4 separate regions of the Mus musculus genome follow, and all the other regions are linked to region 1. The links are chromatin contacts, called in public promoter capture Hi-C maps. All regions are on one chromosome and are shown on one strand. Each heading gives the region's core, a stretch centred on a gene start, on an enhancer-like site or on the middle of the called end of the contact. The rest is flanking DNA. Distances are from core to core; before and after follow the strand shown. Region 1 holds the start of Prcc (papillary renal cell carcinoma (translocation-associated)). Region 2 holds the start of Flad1 (flavin adenine dinucleotide synthetase 1). Region 3 holds the start of Krtcap2 (keratinocyte associated protein 2). Region 4 holds the start of Clk2 (CDC-like kinase 2).

Evidence for each region. Promoter capture Hi-C pulls out the DNA fragments that hold promoters and counts their contacts.
Region 2: a promoter capture Hi-C map of erythroid cells shows a contact between it and region 1, with 36 times the contacts expected there. The contact joins the promoter of Flad1 here to the promoter of Prcc in region 1. A contact is called at or near these places in 4 of 39 promoter capture datasets (the C10 cell line, erythroid cells, liver and 1 more) and 1 of 484 Hi-C or Micro-C datasets (CD8 T cells).
Region 3: a promoter capture Hi-C map of pre-B cells shows a contact between it and region 1, with 2.5 times the contacts expected there. The contact joins the promoter of Krtcap2 here to the promoter of Prcc in region 1. A contact is called at or near these places in 2 of 39 promoter capture datasets (liver and pre-B cells) and 1 of 115 datasets of contacts at active chromatin or transcription factors (pancreatic cancer cells).
Region 4: a contact with region 1 is called in a promoter capture Hi-C map of pre-B cells, with 2.9 times the contacts expected there. The contact joins the promoter of Clk2 here to the promoter of Prcc in region 1. A contact is called at or near these places in 2 of 39 promoter capture datasets (liver and pre-B cells).

Annotation. Positions count from the first base shown.
Region 1 is chr3:87,883,859-87,887,367 of GRCm38.p6, forward strand. Prcc (papillary renal cell carcinoma (translocation-associated)) reads right to left here and starts at 1,704. Exons shown (of 7, transcript NM_033573.2): 1 at 1,017-1,704. The coding sequence starts at 1,484.
Region 2 is chr3:89,409,889-89,413,397 of GRCm38.p6, forward strand. Flad1 (flavin adenine dinucleotide synthetase 1) reads right to left here and starts at 1,993. Exons shown (of 8, transcript NM_177041.4): 1 at 1,896-1,993; 2 at 1,270-1,492. The coding sequence starts at 1,356.
Region 3 is chr3:89,244,798-89,248,306 of GRCm38.p6, forward strand. Krtcap2 (keratinocyte associated protein 2) reads left to right here and starts at 1,641. Exons shown (of 5, transcript NM_025327.3): 1 at 1,641-1,718; 2 at 1,981-2,135; 3 at 2,268-2,331. The coding sequence starts at 1,715. It overlaps Trim46 (tripartite motif-containing 46), which reads right to left and starts at 1,100. Exons shown (of 10, transcript NM_183037.2): 1 at 918-1,100. The coding sequence starts at 980.
Region 4 is chr3:89,163,034-89,166,542 of GRCm38.p6, forward strand. It overlaps Clk2 (CDC-like kinase 2), which reads left to right and starts at 1,762. Exons shown (of 13, transcript NM_007712.4): 1 at 1,762-2,073. It overlaps Gm45927 (predicted gene, 45927), which reads left to right and starts at 1,762. Exons shown (of 19, transcript NM_001310017.1): 1 at 1,762-2,073.

The DNA.
Region 1 (3,509 bases), core at 454-2,953:
ATGCTTGCCTAGCATGCACAAAGCCCTAGACATGAATGTAAGCTGCATAAAGCAGGCATGGTGGTGTTCAGCTGTAATCCCAGCACTCAGGAAGGAGATGGAGGAGAATCTGGAGTTTAAGGACAATCTTAGCTACTAAAGTTGAAGCCAGCCTGGACTACCAAATCCTGCTTCTATAGGTTGTAATCCCAGCTACAGGGGAGACTGAAGCAGAACAATCTAAAATTCAAGTCAGTCTAGACAATCTAGAAAAACCATTCCTCAAAATAAACAATGGAAACAGGGCTGGGTTTTGTAGCTCAGTGGAAGAGCATTTACCTACTATGTGTGAGGGAGGCTACAAGTCCAACTCCCATTGTGTGTGGGGGTGAGGGAGAGGCAATACTCAATTTCTTATACCAGGGATAGTGTAATACACTTTTTAATCCAGCACTTGGACTCTGAGACAAGAGGATCACAAGTTGAAGCCCAAGCTGAGCTACACAGTGATTCAAGAAAAGCCTGGGTTACAATACTAGAACCATGTCAAAATAAGTAAACATTCCATCTCTTCTCTAACTCCACTCATGTCCTTTACCTCCTTCCAGCCTTCTTATTTTAGAGATGGGGCAAAGGATAAGGCTGGTCCTGGATGTTCAACAGGAGCACTTTAGTCCCACCAGCTGTCACTTCAGGCGCCACTTTTAACCTGCCCTCAATATGGGAAGAGAAGCCAACTGAGATAAAGATGCTGAAAGGGAAAGAATTGTCTCCATGCATGCGCCTTAAGCCTGTCAGTACCAAGGATACCACGCATCCCTTTCTGCAAGGAAGTCCCAGGTTCCAGAATGCCTCATGGCCAATACCCTAACTCCCCAAAGCAGGCAAGTTCAGGTGAATTTAACCGCCTTCTAAGAGGATTCCAGCGGCTCGGAGTCAACGGATGCGTTTGTCGAGCTCCATTATGGTTACAAGTCCCTCCTACCCCTAAACTCCAGCCCAATGGGACTTGAGGTGCCCCCCCCCTCCATACTCACATCGCCCTTCTGCAGCTCCGGCGCCGCTATCCTAACCGGTTCGGTTCTCTTCTTTGGCTTGGGAAGGCCCAAGGGGGGTCCGACACCGCCCACAGCTGGGGGCAGACTGAGCCCAGGGCCTTGAGGCGATGGCAGCCCCAGCCCCTCTCCAACTCCCGCAGCTTCAGCAGGGCTCACTCCTGCAGGTGGCGGGAAGCCGCCCAGGCCAAAGGGCAGCGGCGGAGGCGGCTGCAGTCTGGGGTCTCCGGTGGGCGGGGGCAGCAGGAGCGGCGGGGGGAAGGCTGGGGCCAGCATCTGGGGGGGCGGGGGCAGCAAGGCCGGGCCTTTGGGTGCAGGAAGAGAAGCGAACAGGCCTCCTAAAGTGGGCCCTGGCATAGGAGCCGCCACATCCTCTTCCTCCGGCTCCGGCTCCGGCTCCGGCTCATCCGGCTCACTATCGTCGCTGCTGGCATAAGCAACCAGAGACATGGCGCCTCCCGCCTTTGGGACGCCCTTGCTGGCAGACTAGGCCTACTTGAGACCCGGGATGTCCCGGCGGCCTAGTAGGCCCTACCAGCGGGCAAGGCGGGGAACCGAAAAGCGCCTCCTGCTCCGTGCTCTAGAACTATCCCCGGCAGGAACCCATGGCTAGGGTTGATTTCCACCGAGTAAGAATTCCCGCTACACTTAAGCTCCTAGCACCAAGCAACTACACACACCTAATGGCCGCCGAGTCACTCCGCCTACTACTCACCTCACAGACTTAAGAACTACAATTCCCAGAGAAGACTTTAGCAACAACCCCATTCTCTACCTCCGGGAACTCAGTGCAAAGCATGGCGGGAATTGCAGTCTAAAGGTGGCGTAAAGGGTGCGCAGAAAGACTGAGCGAAAGCTTCCTCTGATGCAGTGATTCCTGGGATTCGTAGTTTGTTTGTTTGTTTGTTGTTGTGTGTCCTTTCAAGTCCTATGTTACTACAAGCCCCATGGATCAGCGCGGTAGCACGTAAGCATTTAGAGCATTTCGGTACTTGAAGTTCCTCAGAGCAGCTAAGGATTATGGGAGCTGTGGTACCCTTAGAAACTGCAAGTGTTGTCGGGAAAGTGATGAAGTCTGGGAAAGTAAATAGCTTAAAGGGAAAGTTACCTGTAAATAAAACAGTGATGCTTCCGAGTCGACCTGGGTGTTAGAACAAAGCACCCCAAGAAAAGACAAAGCTCTAGGGTACGTTATAAAATTAAGATTGCGAAGCCAGAAAGAAAACGAGGCCGCAGGCATCTGAGAGCATGGCAAGGGTGGTGTCATGCACCTTGAATCCCAGCACTAGGAAGTCAGACGCGGGCGGAGATCTGTGAGTTCGAGGCCAGCCTAGACTATGAAGTGAGGTCCAGGACAGCCAAGGTGACACAGAAAATCCTGTCTCTGTCTCACAGAAAAAAAAAAAAAAAAAAAAAAAAAAAAAAAAAAAAAAGAGTCAGTGCTCTTAACCAATGAATACACCAGTATACATCTAGTAACAGTACACACCTCCCATGAACGCTATCCCCATGAGTGTGGGGACTTGGGCTCCTTCCTCAGCAACTAGTGAGAAGCACGGGAAACTAGGGCAAGGTATTGGAGAATTGGAGATTAATCACTTTACCTCAGTAAAAGGACAGACTATGGCCCGGTACACTTCCAAGTTCTTAGGGGTTGATCACCTGTGCCCACCCTACAGTGCATGTGTCTTTGGCATTCATTTCTTGGCTGGATGTGCTGTCTTCTCGGCCTTTGCGTATGGCCCTCATATCCACCCACTTTTACTGCAGGCTTTTTCACATACTGCCCGTCTATGATGACGTGCTGTGCAACTGCTCTTCCCTGGCTCCCTGTGATTCTGGATCACTTCTGTCACCCTCTAACTGAGGGCCCTCTACTTGCCATGTCCTTTATACATGAACCCATCTCTCTGTGGGTACCTCCCTGCTCCTAAGAGCAGAAAACCTTTGAGGTCAGCCAACAACGAAAGAGCTGCTAGAGTTTGGCAGGGAGGAGGCTAAAGAACGTGGAAAGGGTGCTTTGAGCGAAGGATGAGGATTGTAAAGACTGTGAAAGGATGTGGCTCTTCCTCACCAGCCTCCTCGCCATGTGTCTGAACATTTGGCTTCATACACAAACTTATACCACCTTCTCTAGACATCTGCTTAAATCTCCCAGAATAACTTGTATACACCTGTGTTTAAACTATACTGAGTTTAGGCAGCTCAACATTACAGTGCTTAGCTAGCATGCACGTATGTACATGATTCAGAATTTGACACCCCACTGATACCTGTCCCCCCCCCAAAAAAAATTAAGATTTATTTATAGCCCAACAGTGGTGGCGCACGCCTTTAATCCCAGCACTTGGGCACTTAGGAGGCAGAGGCAGGCAGATTTCTGAGTTCAAAGCCAGCCTGGTCTACAGAGTGAGCTCCAGGACAGCCAGGGCTACACAGAGAAACCCTGTCTTGAAAAAAATATATATTGCCAGG
Region 2 (3,509 bases), core at 743-3,242, 1.5 Mb after region 1:
TCTTTTGCAATCATTAAAGCTGGCTGGCTATACTGTGTGCCCTATCTTCTTTCCTAGCCTTAGCTTCTACTTTTCTCTCTCTACAGGGGGGATGAGTAGTTAAAGAGTTTGTGTTGGACTCTGTCTCCAAATAAAATAAATGAAAAGTTTGTGTTCTGGAGCCGAAGAGCTGGCTTAGTAGCCAAGAGTGCTTGCCTCTGTTCCAGAGGACCCAAGCTTGGTTCCCAGACTGGTTGGGCAGCTCGTAACAGCCTTAAGTCCCACTCCATGGAATCTATAACTTCTGACCTCTGTGGGCACTCCCCCACCCCAACATACAGATATATAAACATAAAATTAAAAATTTTAAGCCTGGCATGGTGGCATACATCTTTAATCCCAGCACCCCAGAGGCAGAGGCAGAGGCAGGTGAATTTCTGTGAGTTTAAAACCAGTCTAGTTTACATAAAACAAGAGCTCTAAGCCAGCCAGGGATACCCAGTCAGACTCTGTCTCAGGTTTGTGTTCTGGAGTAAGGAAGAATTGGGCTAGAATCCTATCTCTTCCACTATTTTCCTTTTTTAATTTATTTTGAGACAGGGTTTCTCTGTGTAGCCCTGGCTGTTCTGGAACTGGCTATGTAGATCAGGCTGGCCTCGAACTCACAAAGATCCACTTGCCTCTGTCTCCCAAGTGCTGGAGGTTAAGGCATGTATCACTTTGTTCCTAGGACTTTGTAGGCTTGTGATCTGGGGTAAGTTTCCTAACCTCCTTGAGGCTGTTTCATAATTTATAGAGATCTGTAATAAAAACCCCAATTTCATGGAATTTTTGAAGTTTGTAAGGCCACATGTGATATAGTTAAGTGCAGACCAGCCTCTGGTAGACACTAAAAAAGATCAGGGTAACTATTACTGTTGCCAACCCATGCTTGCCACATCCTCTAACAGCACCCTGGCCGTCCAGAATAGAGTCCTTTCTTCTCTTACCTTCCTTCTAGCTCGCCTATCCAGCCTGCTGAGCTTCCTCTACTTGCTGTGCCACCTGTCACTTGTTATGTGGCTACTCTGCCCCCAGTCATACTTCGTAGCAAGTTGTAGGAAAGTTACTACCCATCTTTCAACAGAAACACTCAACCGAAGGGTCACTTTTCCTCCAATGTGTTAGGACTCACTCCAGGGCCGGACTTTGGCAAGAAAGGGGATTCCTACTCCGGTTTCCCTCCTTTCACCGTAAAGAGTCCACGACAATAGAATGCCACACTCTTCCCCTCTTCCGTTCCAGACACACCTTAAGGATCTCATCTCCAACAATGATGATGCCTGCTGTCACGCTGCGCCCTGATCCTGGGGGCAGTTCAGAGGCCCTAGATGCCATGGTCCTGCCCTCTGTGCTCTTTTGCAAGGCTTTCCAGTAGCCACTCAGAACCCCAAATTGGGGCCGTATGTACTGAGAGGCCGCCAGGTCTACAGGATGCAGGAGGCCATACCCTGAGTTCCGGGGTTGAGGGAACCTGGAAGAGCCAGAAAGGACAATGAAGACGTCAGGAGTGTACCTTCTTCCTAGAGGAAGGAAGGCTCAATCTTCTTTAGTCACCCTTACTCCGGCCTCTTTAACATACTCTTAAGCCCCAGGTTCCTAAAAACGTCTCGATTCCTATTCCTTTAAAGTGCCATGTTTTCCCAAGACCTACCACTTTAGATATCTCCGTCTGCCGAGCAGGTTTAAAATTTGCCCTATCTTGGGTATATCTGCACCTTTAAATGTCTCTTCTCTTCGGATCACCTGTCCCTTTAAATGTCTACCTTATTCTGGGCCTTAGGGTCCCTTTAAATGCATTTCTTTCCTCCCTCCGCCAATGACCAGGGCTCAACCTACTTCTGCACCCTTTCTATCCCGAGATCTCTTTTTCTCACCAGGCTTCAGATCACTGATCTCGTATCATCCCACCTCTATTTTGCCCCCTGCACAGGGTCATTCGCTCTTTCCTTTCCGCATGTCCTAGGACAGCTTCCGTACTCAAAGTCCCGCCTTACAATGCTTCATGTTGATTGGTTATTTTGGCTGTCGCTCACTCCTACCAGTGGTTCTATTGGTCTAACCGGCAATCGCTCACGCGCCTCATCGCGGAGCTAGAGGAAATGCTAAGTTGTTATTGGCAACACCATGTAGTCATCACTGTCCGGAAGTAAAAATAGGGGCCTGGCCTTAGCCCATGGAGGGCGGGACTTAAAGTGTTCTGGTACTCGAAGGGAAAATATTGGGAGGTGTTTTAAGGACTGTCGGGTGGGACTGTCGGGTGCTGCTTTGTAGTACTAGAAGAAAATGAAGGTCTGATTCTGTTTCATTCAAATATTAAAAAACAGTTCAGACAGAGCCCCAGTATATAGCCCGGGAAGTAACTTGTTTAAACCGATCAGCCTGGTCTCGAACTGCCTGGGGAGTGGTGGGATTCAAATCATGTGTTACTACACTTCATTGCATCACATTTCTCTTTCTGTCTCTACCCCTCTCTCCTCTTTCGAGATAGGGTTTCTCTGTGTAGCTGGAATTCGCTCTGTAGACCAGGTTTATTAACTCCTCCTGCTTCTGCCTCCCAGGTTCTGGGATTAAAGGCGTGGGCCACCACCGCTTGGCTTTGCCTCTTAAATTTGAGAAGGTGAAGATGGTTTTTCTTTTTTTTTTTTTTTTTCTGAGACAGGGTTTCTCTGTATAGCCCTGGCTGTCCTGGTACTCACTCTGTAGACCAGGCTGGCCTCGAACTCAGAAATCCGCCTGCCTCTGCCTCCCAAATGCTGGGATTAAAGGCGTGGGGAAGGTGAAGATGTTATTAGCATTAACAATGAGGTGTGAGCTGCAGGGTGTGGAACCTTCGTTTGTTTCTAATATAAAGGGAAAAACTACTTAAGCTTCTCTGACTTTAAAATGTAAAAACCCTTTCCTGCCCCACCTGCCTCCAGAACATCACTTCCCAATGATGGGTCCCTGGAGAGAGGGGTACGCAGGAGTACCTTGGACTCACTTTGGGTACTCACAACATTTCATTCCTACTTCAGTGCCCCTCCACCCTTTGCTTTGCTGGGGAAAAATAGCTTAATCATCTGGGTTTTTTTTTTCTTTTTTTTAAAAAAGCTTTTACTATTATTGTATGACTAGGAAGGACAGCAGTGTCCCAGCATGCAAATGGAAGCCAGAGGACAACTTTCTGGAGTCCCTTTTCTTTCACCTTTATGTGGGGCCTAGGATCTATCCCAATTTGGGTGGCGGAGTCTTACTCTTACCTGCTGAACCATCTCGCTATCCCTAGATATTACGATATGTAAATTGTGACCCAGTAGGTTTGGACGGGGTCTGACATCTACATTTCTCCTGGGATTTTCTGTTGTGACTTGGAGGCATGCTAAAACCACAATATCTTTTCAAATAAATATGCTCTCATGACATGTGGCAAACGTGTTGGGAATATGGCTTTGTGTTAGAACACTGGTCTAGCATTGTGAGGATCAGGACTGAAAAAGAATTATATGTTA
Region 3 (3,509 bases), core at 391-2,890, 1.4 Mb after region 1:
CCCTTAGACGCATGACTGCTCCCCGCGGCCAGGGTGCGCTAGCTCTCTGAACCGGCTGGGCACTGGCCGGCGCCCCAGCACCCATCCTCCATTCTTCAATTCTATTTCTTCCAGTCTCCCCAAATCAACCCATCTCTCTTTGCCTTCTATACTAGAGCTATCAGACCCAGTCTGGTGGAGAAATTCGGCCTGTTTCAACCCTTTGCTCAATCTAGGGTGGGGGAGGAAGGAGCGCCCCGCCTACCTGCCCCCTCCCCACCGGAAGTATCCCTCCCCCTTTTGGTGAGGGGTCTTCTGGCTATTCCCCACCCCCACACCTCACCTTGGTCCCTCTCTTCGCAGCCATCCCGGTCAGGGGCGCAGCTGACACAAAGGAGGGAGGGAGAGGGAGGGAGGGGGAAGGAAGTGGTGGGGGGGAGCAGGGTTGGCACCGCCTCTGGGAGAGACGGGCACGGGTTACCATGGCAACGGGAGGCTGCACGGCAGCTAGCGGGGGGGGGGGTTGGGGGCGGTAGGGGGGGTGGTCGGGAGGGGTCCAAATTGGGAACTGCACCCAGGAGCGGTTTTTTCATCACCCCACCCCACCCCCCGCCACACCTGTCCTCAGTTTCTTGGAAAACATCCAAGCTCACACATGCCCCTTCTCATAGCCCTGGTGCACGCCTGGCAGCTACCCCAAGCCTACCCGCTGGGTCCGGGCAGCTTCTCGCTGCCTACACCCCAGCAAACGGGAGTCTCACCACTCGGCTGTCCCCAGGATCCCTCCACACTTGCGTCTCCGCCCTCCCAGTCATTTCTGTCTTAACTAATCCCTTCTCTATAATCCATATTCTTCCTGGACCCCCACCTGTTCAAGGGTCTGGCTTGCCCCGACCCTTTACATCCCCTCCCTTCCCCTTGACCCCACCTTAACTCACACTGATGCGGACTAGTGCATCCATGATGGAAGTGAAGGTCTGCATATCCTCACCCTCAGCCATGGCCCTACTGTGCCCGCCCGCCCCCGGGTGCCCGATCCTGGCTGCTGCTGCGAACCCGGGGCTTAATGCAGGAGCCGGGTGGGGTGAAGGGAGGGGTGGGGAGGGTGAGATGTCACTGCGCATGCTCCAGGGACTAGCTTCGAACTGCGTCCGTCGAGGTAGGGGGTGGGAAATAGTTCTTCCCACGTGGTTCTCCAAAGGCGGTCTAGGGGGTGGGTAACATGGAGGGTATTTGAGGTAGGAACCATTCCTCCTATTAGAAGCTTGCATCGATTCCTGGTCATACTACTCACATAAAGCACGAAGCTCGTTTCAGAAGAACAACTCCAGGTGGACGGTGCTACATCTTGGGTGGCACATATCTTCGGGAGTTGTTGAGGCAATTATAGTGGGTCAGGGAGGTCTGAGGAAGTTGTACGGGAGATGACATGAATAGCAATGAAGGCACAGGTGACTCTAGGCCATGGGATCATGACTGAAAGATGAGTGCAGCTTGTCCAGAGAGACAGCAGATGCCTTGGCTACAGAAGGCTGGAGACCAAGCAGGGCGGTGGCCTAGAATGCTCTTAGAAGCATTATTTCCTCCTTGCCACAAGAGGGCGCTGCACCCAAGGCGCGTAGAGGAAGAAGTAAAGCAAGTCCACGTTGGCCCCGACGCCTGCGTACAGACAACCGCGCCGGCTTTGGCTCCCCTCTTTCTCCAGGGACACGGATTGGACCACGGACGGGGCGTGATGGGTAACCGCACCGGCGGGATGCCCGGGCTGCTCTAGCGGGAGTGGGCGTTGGGGTGGTCCTCTTTTCTCCGTAGCCTCGGTAAAGCTGACGTGTCCTGGGAACTAGCATTTCCTCCGGACAGGCGGGAACTTGGGTGTGCAGGGCCGGGTGGTTCCTGGAGGTCGCTGTGGGGTGGGGGCTGGGTCACTTGGAAGTGGTTGGTGAGCCAAGCTCCGGAGTGAATCTGCCTGAATCTTAGCCTGACTCTTTTTCTCATTTATAGTAGTCGGTACCGGGACCTCCTTGGCGCTGTCCTCCCTCCTGTCCCTGCTGCTCTTCGCTGGCATGCAGATCTACAGCCGCCAGCTGGCCTCCACCGAGTGGCTCACCATTCAGGGGGGCCTGCTGGGCTCCGGCCTTTTCGTCTTCTCCCTGACTGTATCTTCCTCGCGCTGGAAGGGGAGGCGGGGGTGTATGAACAGAACATGGGCGGGAGTGGGTGGCAAGGGCTTTGCAGTCCCTCTACTTCCTATCTTGTTGCGTGAGTTTCTCCTTAATTACATCACCCAGGCCTTCAATAATCTGGAGAATCTGGTCTTTGGTAAAGGCTTCCAAGCAAAAATCTTCCCTGAGAGTAAGTGAAACTCAATAGTTAACTGGACTCTTTTTTTTTTAAACCTCTCCCAAACATGATGCCGAATTTCCCTGTGCTTAGATGATAAAGGAGAAATACATTTGCTTAACACAATCTTGAAGACAGAAGATGCTTTCAGATTAAGCATTTTATTGGAGCTGGAAGAGAAGCACAAAAAGGGGGGAGGGGAGGGGAGGGGAGGGAGAGGAAAAGAAAGAAAAAGGCCAACCTGGTCTGCTCTCAGGACAGGTTTCAAGTGAACAGTCAAGCCTGGGCTGATGTCTGATAGGCATCCAGGAGAAGGTGTTCTTTGTCCCTGTGAGAGAAGAAAGCAAAACCAAGCCCACTGAGGGATTCTGATGTGGAACTGAGCCCGCACTATTGACTGCTGCTGGAGGAGATTGTGAAGTCTGTGTTCACTGGGATGTTACCAATAGCAGGACCCCTGACAGAAGGAGAATAGAGAATAACCGCTAGAGCTCACTCTCTTTCTCTGCATCCGCTTGTTTCTCTCTTCCTTTCTTCTCCTCCCTTCTGTAGCCCACACTGGCCTTGAACTTCCTGTGTGGCTGTGAATGACTAAACCCTTGACTTGCTGATCTTCCTGCCTCCACTTCCCAGGTCCTGAGATTAGCACTACCTCATGTAGTTTATGAGGTGCTGGCGATTAAGCCCAGGTCCTTGAACATGCTAGGCAATCTCTCTCCCAATGGAGGCACATCTCCAGCCCTGATAGATCAGTTTTTGTGTGTGATAATTCTTGTTAGATGGTTCATATAGAGATCTGATGGAGAATAGGGCTCATAAAACAAAGTCGGCATCAGGACCGAGCCACTTGGAAAGCCACATGCTGGGAAAAGCAAGCAGTTGTGGCCCCGTGAAAGACTCACCCAGAAACCCCGAAGCCCGCCATTGTTGCTGTCTTCACGGCCCTGTTGGAGGTTTCCAGAGCTTCCGCCCAGCAATGCCCAGAGCTTCTGTCTCTTCCACTCTGTCCCATGTGTTTCTTATATGCTGAAAGAAATTGTTGGAAGGCAAAAACCTTGTCTTTCAGCCAGACAGTGATGGCACAGGCTCTTAATCCTAGCACTAGAGGCAGAGGGAGGCAGGTCTCTGTGAGTTCAGGGCTAGCGCGATCTACAGAGCAAGTTCCAGGACAGCCAGAGCTACACAGTGAA
Region 4 (3,509 bases), core at 512-3,011, 1.3 Mb after region 1:
CCAGAACAGGGTATCACATCCCTTTACAGATGGTTGTGAGCCACCATCTGGTTGCTGGGAATTGAACTTAGGATCTCTGGAAGAGCAATTAGTGCTTTTAACAGCTGAGCCGAGCCATCTCTCCAGCCCCTTCCTAGGACCTTCAAATAGTGTTGTTTTTCTCCTTTTTTTTTAAAAAACATTTATTTATTTGTATTTTCTTATGTGCATTGAATATTTTGGCTTGCATGTATGTCTGTACACTACATGCATGAAATGCCTGAGGATACTAGAAGAATGTTGAATGGCCTGAAACTGGAGTCACAGGGCACATGAGTCACCATGTGGGGGTTGGTTGGGAACTAATACAGGTCCTTTGGAGGAGCAACCAGTGCTCATAACTGCTAACTTATCTCTCCAGCCCCTCAACAACAACAACAAGAACAAAAAACAAAACAAAAGATAAAACAAAACCAAACCTTTGTTTTTGAGACAGGTTATCAGTGTACTCAGGCTGGCTTTAAATTCATTATATAGCAAAAATAACCTTGATTTCCCAGCAGTGGTGGCGCACGCCTTTAATCCCAGCACTTGGGAGGCAGAGGCAGGTGGATTTCTGAGTTCAAGGCCAGCCTGGTCTATAGAGTGAGTTCCAGGACAACCAGAGCTACACAGAGAAACCCTGTCTCAAAAAACTGAAGTAAAAAAAAAAAAAAAAAAAAAAAAAAAAAAAGGAAGGAAGGAAGAAATAACCTGGATCCTCCTGCCTTCACCTCCTATGTCCTGGGATTGGTTACGTGTATAGGTTGTATGTATGGCTCTCTTGCCAGGGCATTCTGGGCAAAAGGCAAGTACTCCACCAACTAAGCCACATCCTGAGCTGGTTTGATTTTGAAACAGTCTCACACTGCAGCCCATGCGGGCCTTGAGCTCCTCCAAATAATCCTGCCTCAGTCGTCTAAGAGCTGAGATTATGAGCATGAACCACCATGTTTAGCTGCTGCTTCTTCCTTTTCGTTTTCTTCTTCTTCTCCTTCTTCTTTTGTACTATTTAGTAAACTGAAGCTGGAGAGATAGATGGTTCCGTGGTTAAGAGTGCAATCTTCTGGCAGATCCAGCATCCACAATGGTAAGCCCTCAATTGCCTGTAACTTCAGCTCCAGAGGATCTGACTGGCCCCTTCTTCAGGCCTCATGAAAACCTGAACTGAAATGCACATACCCTTCTACAGAAACAAAAATAATTTAAGGTAAATCTAAAAAGAAAGGAAGATGATTCGGTAAATTTATACTTAATACAGATTAGTTAAAACACAACGGCGTCCGATTCTCCTTCCTCTATGTCTGTGCACCTGCCCCAAACATGAAATACTTTTGTGCAGAACAAAGAGGGAACCTTTCTTTGCTGGCGTTCGGAAGCAGGAGGGTATATATTTTCAAGTTTTGTTTGAAGAACCAGACTTCACAAAACCTCACTGGAGTCGTTTGCTCAATAGCGATACAATGTAAATAACTAACAATCCTTTAAAACAGCCAATATTAAATAAGCCACAAATTGTCTTCTGGTGAAGAGCAAGAGGAAGGTGTCATGGGAAAGGATAAAAAGACCTAGAGACTCAACAAACACGTGACAAGCTCCGAGCGCCTCGAGACCCGAACCAAGAGGCGCACCCACCGCTTCTCTAACTCTGGAAGGCGCAGGGGAAGCGGCTCACTGGCCCGAAGGGCCCGGTGTCGGGGGGCGGAGCCCATCAGAGGCTGGGAAGTGACGCAGGACGTGCGTGCGTCTGTGCGTGCGTGCTCGCTCACGGCGGCGGCGGCGGCGGAGCGGAGAGGCCAGAGCCGGAGACCGAGCTGGGATCGGGCCCCGGGCGGGGGCGGTGCGAGAGGCGCCGAGCGGATCCTGGGGGCGGGGACGGAGCCCGGGCGGGCGGGACTGGAGCAGAGCCCGGGAACGGGGCGGGAGGTCCCAGGGCCCCGGGTTGGGGGGTGGAACCGCACTTCGTCGCCGCGGGGGTGCCGGGACTCCGGCCGCAGTGCCGCCGCCATCACGGACTTCCTGTGGGACAAGCGCACGGGCCTCGCCGCCAGAACGGTGAGCGCGCGGGCTGGCGGACCTTGGGGCCGCGGAAAGATGGCTACCGCCAGACGGACGGCAACGGGATATGGAGAAATTAGGAGTGTCGGGCTCTCGAAGCAGCAGAGTAGCGAGATGAGAGGGAGGGAGGTCGACGTGTTTCGGTGTAGCAGCAAGACCTATAGTAAACTTGGAAAAGCCTTAGAAGTGATGAGGTAGACACCGGAGCGGTCCCAGTCGTGCAAAAGTTGGACCAAGGGTTTAATACGATCCGAAAAGTGTTAAGATGGCAGTGTAGAGGAAGAGTTTGAGGCTAGGAAATTATTCTAGCTTCTCTGAGTAAGCAAGGAAGAAACAGGGTTTAGAAGTTAAGAAAGTTAGGCTAGATATGCTTTTCTAGGAAAGAACGCAGTGGCTTTGTTGGTTGGTGTCCAAAGTGAGATTGCATTTATGTTAAGTTAATCAAGATAGGGTTACCTGGGAAAGCCTCGTGCTTGCATCTTCTTGGTTTCCTGTCAGCCACTTTAGGCCAGTGTACCATAGGCTCACTTTCCTTAAGAAGGTTGTGAGGAAGCGGCCGAGAATGGTGACCAGATGTTGGAGTCAAACCTACAGACCTCATGTCCTGGGCCAAGACTGCCCCCGAGGCTCATCGTATTGCTGGATATGACAGTGATTTTGCTCTGATTTTCCCCTTTGACCAAAACAGGACTCATGAACCCTAACTAGTCCAGTTTCATTTAATGGAGGCCCAGCTGCCGGCCAAGTATTACTGATACTAATTAAGAAGTACTTAGTAGGCTAGGGATATAGTTCAGTTGATATGGTGGGGGTCACTTAGCTTGCATGAAGCCCTGGGTTGATCTCCAGCCTTTGTAAGCCCCAGCCATCTGTAATTTTTGCACTTGGAACTGAACTAATATCAGAAAATATTCGTGGCCATCCTAGGCTACATATCAAAATCGACACCAGCTTAGGATATGTCAAGTGTGGTTTTGCAAGTCGTTCATACCAGCACTCAGGAGGCAGACACTAACAAGATCTCTGAGTTCAAATTCTGCCAGATATGCTTAGTAAGTTTAGCCCAGCCAGGGTTACATAATAGAACCTTGTCTCAATAAAGGAAAGAGAGAAAGAAAAGGACTGGGGCAGCGGAACACCCTTTGAATCTCAGTGTTTGGAAGGCATAGGCAGGTGGATCTCTGTGAGTTCCAGGCCAGCCTGGTCTACAAAATCAATTTCCAAACAGCCAGGGCGACATAGAGAAACCCTGCCTCAAACCCAAAAGAAAAGGAAAAGTGCAGTTATTTCCTGCTTAATAAATCCAGTGGTGCTGGGGACATACAGATGGACACACTTCCCTTGTGCTGTTTTACAACTGTGTGAAAAATTTGGCCAGGCATGTGAGAGACATTTGTGGGACCACATCCTGATCTCTGGAACTTGTTGGTGTT